Linked DNA regions of Sus scrofa: region 1 is linked to region 2. A link is a contact called in public promoter capture Hi-C data. All regions are on one chromosome and are shown on one strand. Each heading gives the region's core, a stretch centred on a gene start, on an enhancer-like site or on the middle of the called end of the contact. The rest is flanking DNA. Distances are from core to core; before and after follow the strand shown.

Evidence for each region. Promoter capture Hi-C pulls out the DNA fragments that hold promoters and counts their contacts.
Region 1: a promoter capture Hi-C map of liver shows a contact between it and region 2, with 6 times the contacts expected there. The contact joins the promoter of ZNF407 here to the promoter of ZNF516 in region 2. A contact is called at or near these places in 1 of 5 promoter capture datasets (liver) and 1 of 2 datasets of contacts at active chromatin or transcription factors (alveolar macrophages).

What each region holds. Positions count from the first base shown.
Region 1 is chr1:149,515,754-149,518,583 of Sscrofa11.1, forward strand. ZNF407 (zinc finger protein 407) reads right to left here and starts at 1,531. Exons shown (of 9, transcript XM_021073780.1): 1 at 1,252-1,531.
Region 2 is chr1:147,986,284-147,989,262 of Sscrofa11.1, forward strand. ZNF516 (zinc finger protein 516) reads left to right here and starts at 1,377. Exons shown (of 7, transcript XM_021099077.1): 1 at 1,377-1,493.

The sequences.
Region 1 (2,830 bases), core at 281-2,780, 1.5 Mb after region 2:
CATGTAGCAAACTTGAAGTAGAATGAATAACAAACATTTGAGATCTGAATCTGTAATTTAACTTTGTCCAAATTATTTAATCTGAGTCTCGGTTGGTGAAAAGGTGATAATTCCTACAAGACTGCAATGCTAAATGAAGTATACACAGTGTGTGTGTATATAGATATATATTACATATATTATATATATCAAATAAGCTTTATTAATGATGTTCCAATATACCTCGGTTGCCTTCCCTATTTGGTATTCCAACTGGACTAACACCTCCCTGAAAACAGGTGCACATCGTGACTAGTTCCACCTGCACAAACTTAAAATTTACCCCTCAATCACCATTACTTTACCTATAAAATAAAGAAATACTACATGCGTGTCCATGGATGCCAACCCGGCCAAGATGACCTATTCCAGAATTCCCCCCTTGAAAAATAAATGGGCTTTTCAAAACTCATTGCAACCGAAAGAGGTCAGCAGCTCCTGCCCACCTCCACCAGACTAAACTCCAGAGGCGGGCAAGCGTACACAGGACATGCCCGCTGGCTGGCAGGAGGTGGTAGCCACTGGGGCGAAACCCGCTGCTGCCAACAGCGGTGTGCGGCATCCTGGGATCTCCCTTTAACTGCTTATAGCGGCTGAACCCCAGCGGCCAGGACCCTCCCTTCCAGCCGCGCTGCGATCGGTCACCAGCGTTACAGACTGCCCGCCCGCGTCCTTAACGGAAGAAGGTGCGGGTGGCAGCGGCGAGCCCGCGAAGCTCCGGAGGCCCGGAGAGGGCGGTCGACTGAAGGAAACCACAGCCCAGACCGCCCAGGCCATTAAACCGACACCGCGGCAGCTCCGCGCTCGGGCGTGTACGGTTGGATCGGGGAAAGCCTGGCGGTGAGAAGCTCCCGACTGCAGGCAGGGGCGCGCGGAGTGCGCGGGATCGCAGCCTCCGCGCTGACAGCCGGCCCCGCGGGGAAACCGAGGCCCCGCGCAAGTCCGGGCGGCGGAGCCAGCAGCAGCGGGCGGGAGCGGAGGCCGGGCGGCGGGCGTGTGTCGGGTGAGTCTGGGCGGCGTCGGGAGGGACCGGCCAGCGGGGAGGGGCGGAGGCGGGGGGGAGGGGGGAGGAGGAAGAGCGAAGGGCCCTGGCGGGGCTCCCGGCGCCCAGCCGCCCGGGCCTGGGGCCTCAAGCCACCGCCTCCCGGCCCCGCGCTGACGCTGGACGGTCCCCGCCTCCAAACCCCCCGCCCCGGCCAGAGAATAACTTACCTGTTTGCCGACGGAATCGCTCCTGCTCACCCCTCTGACTGACTCCTCCGGCTCACCGTCTTCCCTCTGGGAGGAAGGGGAGGGACTTCCTGTCTCTCCGCTGAGCGACTTCCGGCGGTTCCGAGGACTTCTTCGCGGACAGAGCGGGGGACGCCATGACCGAAAACCAAGGTCTTGGCTCTGGCTTAGTAGAACCCACGCCTAGGTCCCTTTTTATCTCCCGACTGGCCGGCCGACCTGTGTGCCTGTTGTTTTTAGTCTATCAGCTCTTGGCGGAAGTCACTAGGCTGTGAAACAGGAAGTCCCGCCCCTCCCCAAGAGAGGAAAACGGAAAGCCGAAGAAGTCAACGTAAAGAAATGGAGACGCGCGTCAGGCTCGAAGGCTAGCGGTGTCTGACCTCGAGGGCCAAGTAGGGGTTGCAGGGGGTCCCGAAGAGGATTTCCCCCTGGACAGTGCACTCCTCCCTACCCTAAGCGTCCTCACTCCACCCCCTCGCACGTCCGCCTTAGAGGACCCCGAGGCCTTCGAGGGGCGGGCGGCCGGCTGCCCTCGGCCTTCGCCGGCCCGAGTGGTGCCTGGCGCCTCCGAGGCCCTCATCTACAGGAACCAGGTTTTTCTGCTATGCCAGGCGCGTGCGCAACTCCAGATTATGAAAAAAGTCTGTCGACTGACTCCAAAAAGGGGTCCTTGGTCGCAGGCCTTAGGGAGCCAGGAGCAGAGTCTGATACTAAGGGGAAGGAAAAAAAGCTGACTGGTTCACCAGTTTGGCAAGAAAAGCCGAAAATGCCTGGGTGTTTAAAACGTCCACGCATGGACCGTTTTTATAAACGTTAACGGTACAGCACAAAAATTGTTAGGAAGAAAGTAAGCCGCGACCTGAGGCGTATTAGTCAACGCCCTGACCTGCCCCTTACATGAGATCATTTGCGGACCTTGAGTTTCCAACCATTTCTTTGAAAACTCAAAATCTAGCAAGGAAGACCACACCTCGAAAAGTGCATTGACAAAGAGGTGTAGAGGAGCGGCATTATCCCACCCGGGATCAGATTGTGAAGATACAGCTTGCTGGGAAGTTTTGACTTTATCTTGTAGGTATAGGGAAATGTTTTAAATAATCAGATTTGTATAATTTTAAGTAAATGGAGTTTTTAAGTGATGACCTTATAATGATAGGCTTTCTAGACCAAACCTCTCAAGGACAGTTCCAGCTCACTTCCTTTTAAATCAGAATATTCCGGTGATGATAACACTTTTAATACTGTTTTATAGGGTAATTTTCATAGACATTATCTGGTCGAATTCTTACTGTAACCCACTAGGAAATTGCTGTTTAGAAGATCAAATAGCTATTCCAAGCTTACACCTCTAGTAAAAGTGGAACTTACCTTTAAACTTACAGTGTCAACCTTTTTCCAGCCTACCATGCACCTTTTTTTTTTTTTTGGTTTTGTCTTTTTGCCATTTCTTGGGCCACTCCCACAGCATATGGAGGTTCCCAGGCTAGGGATCGAATCGGAGCTGTAGCTGCCAGCCTACGCCAGAGCCACAGCAACGCAGGATCTGAGCCGCGTCTGCGAC
Region 2 (2,979 bases), core at 127-2,626:
CAGCGGCTTTCTCCATCCCGGAGGTAATTTGGGGTGTGAGTGTGTACGCGCGCGCGCGTGCATGCGCCCATGTGTCTGCACACTAAGTCCGACCAGCCCCGCGCATCCGCAGGGTCCTGATTTGCACAGTTATGAGCTGTATACACGGACACGCTATTATCTGAATCTTTGCAGCTAGGTGGGCATGCAGCATTCCAAATAGAGACCTTGCCTCCTCCGAGTGTTCTGTAAAGAACGGGCAAAAGAAGTGCTTTCGGATGCAAGTCGAAACCTGCAGAAGGGGAAGAAAAGGAGGGATGTGATTATGCTTCTCAGAGGTTGGGGGATCGAAATGTGTGGTTCCTTCCGTCTCGTTCCCACGCGGCAGGCGCGCCCTGAGCGCCTGGGGTCAGAGTGATGGATTCTACTCGTCACTCGCTAGGCGTATCGAGGTCCAGGATTGTTGAAACTGTTGTTAACTCTAGAAAAAGTGAAGGACAGCATGTACCTTCCAACTTCAAATTTTATTTTCTCACTGGAAGTTGATATTTAGGCCGTGGCAAATTATAGAATGTGACCTGCCCAGGGTCAGTGCAATTTTACTGCCCACCTACTTAAGAATGCGAAGCACTGGCAACGGCTCCCCGGCACAATGGGCACATTCACCGGCGGAGTGCGTCACGGGCCCCCCCACGTTTCCTCTGGGTTTAGTAGGGCACCAACTTCTCTAGGAATATTAGTAGTGCTCTGTGTGTGTGTGTGTGTGTGTGTGTGTGTGTGTAAGGGACCAAGGAGCAGCTCTGTTCAGTGCTGGAGTTGCTTTGCTGCTTCGCTCAGAGATGGATGCTGCTGCTGCAGGGAACGGGTTAAGGACACACGTGTACCCCCTCCTTCCCCGAGACCCCTGCAGGGGGATCCCTGGGAGGGATCCCGCGCCCGGGCCTCGTCCACGCACAGTGTGTCCGCCTGCAGGGCCGCACGGAGGTCATCCCGATAGTCCACTGGCCAACCCAGGAGACCTTCGTCCTCCCCCAGCAAGATCCTAACTCGGTTACAAGGTGGGGTCCAGCCCGCGTCGCCCGCCGGGCCATTTCCGCTCCCTAAATCCGAATACTACCCGATTCTGCCCCTCTCCTTCCCCAATCTCTGTGAGATCGCGGATTGAGGAATGGGCAGTAGGGGGAGGTGTCGCTGGATTAAATCATTCCTATTTCTGTTTCTCCCGCGGGTGCGGCGCTGGTCCCAGGGCGCCTGACGGGGGGAGGGGGGTAGTATTTACCTGCCCGCCCCGCGGCTTGGGCTGCGGCCTCTGGAGGCCCAGTTTACTGGGGGAGGGCTGTAGGCGGGGAGGGATGGGCGGAGAGGTGGGGGAGGACCCGGCCCGCGCCCCCGCCCCCCGGTGCCCGCCCCCCGCCCCCGTCATGTGGAGCGGACGTCACAAGCCTGCACTGTAACCCAAGAAGTGAAAGAGACGGGGACCCACGGCCCAACTTCGCACCGTAACAAAGGCGGGGGTCCGTGCGGGCCGGGGGAGGGGGTCTGGCCGGGGACGGATCGGGGGAATGGGTCTGGGGGGGTGGGGCAGGCAGGGCCCGGGGCTGCGTGGGGGCGGGAGAATGGGGGGCCTGGCCCGGGAGTGAGGGCCTGGTCTGGGAGTAGGGTCCTGACTGGGGCGGGGTCTGCTCGGGGCTGGGGCAGTGGGGACCCGGGAGGGGGTTAGCTGGAGTGGGGGATGAGGGCCGGGGCGGGAGTCTGAAGGGGGCGGGGGAGTGAGAGCTCCGACTGGGGTCTGCGGGGGTAGGGGGAGTGTGGGCCGGGACGGGGGTCTGTGGGGGCGGGGGAGTGGGGGCCGGGGCCCTGGGTGCGCGTGGCTGCGCGGACCGCGCTCCAGGCGCCGAGGCGCTGCCCAGGCCAGGTAATTGGTTTCTATTTTAAACTTCACTTTGTCCGGGCGGAGGTGGGGCGGTGGGAAAGGCGTGGCCCCTGCGCGATTACATAAGTGTTCATACCTGATTAGGTCCCAGGCCGGGGCCAGCGCGCGGATTTGGGCGCTAGCCGCCGGTGGGCACCGGCTCGGGCATCCTTGTGCGGGGTTGAGGCGCGTGGAGTTGCGTCCTGCCCGTGGGACCTGATGCTTGTCCGCCGTGGGACCCGCATGCAATCTGGGCTGGAGCTGGAAGCCCCGGGTGTCCGTGGCGGGGGGCCGAGCCTGTCGGCAGGGTCTATACTGTAACAAAGGGCAGGGCTGCGGGACCTTGGGCGGCGCAGAGCACTGACTTAAAGGAGAGTCACAAAAGTCTGAATTAAACGTGCAACCGGAAGGCATTTTCCCCCACGAACGTGCCCTTAGGTCTCAAATCTTGATTAAAGATGATTTAAACATTGAGGTGCTCGCACCCCGTGGCTATGTAATAAATACACTTAAAGGACTGCTGAGAGGCGATGGGAGGGTGGGTCTTCTCCCTACAGGATCTTCTCCAGATTATTTTTCACGCTGCCCTATTAATATGATTGGAGTATTTTGGTTTAGGAATGTAAGTGCTACTTTAAGGAACTAGGCATGCGTGCTATTTGGTAGGATCTTTCTCCTGCCCCTCAAAAAAGAGCTCATTTTATCATTTGTTTGTTCCTCCTTCATATTCTCTTGCATTCTTTGATTGCCGCGTCAAAATAGCTGTGTTACTTATATTTACACAGACTGGCCAGAATTAAATAGACCACATGCCACTGCCACACATGAATTGGAGCATTTTCCTCTCCGTGTAACATTGGAGGGTGTGGAGCTGGCCTTAGGAACCTGGGTCTGAGAGTTCAGCTCCTTGAGAAGGACAGACTTGGTTTCACAACAGCGACTCCTGAATTGTGCTGAATGGGCCTGGGGGTGCCCCCCCTCCAGCCACTCAAGTATTTTGGTAGTGGAATTAGAATTTTGATGTGTTAAGATATAAATATATTATGTCAAGTATTTTTCTAGTTTGTTAGTAGGGCTTTGTTTTGTTA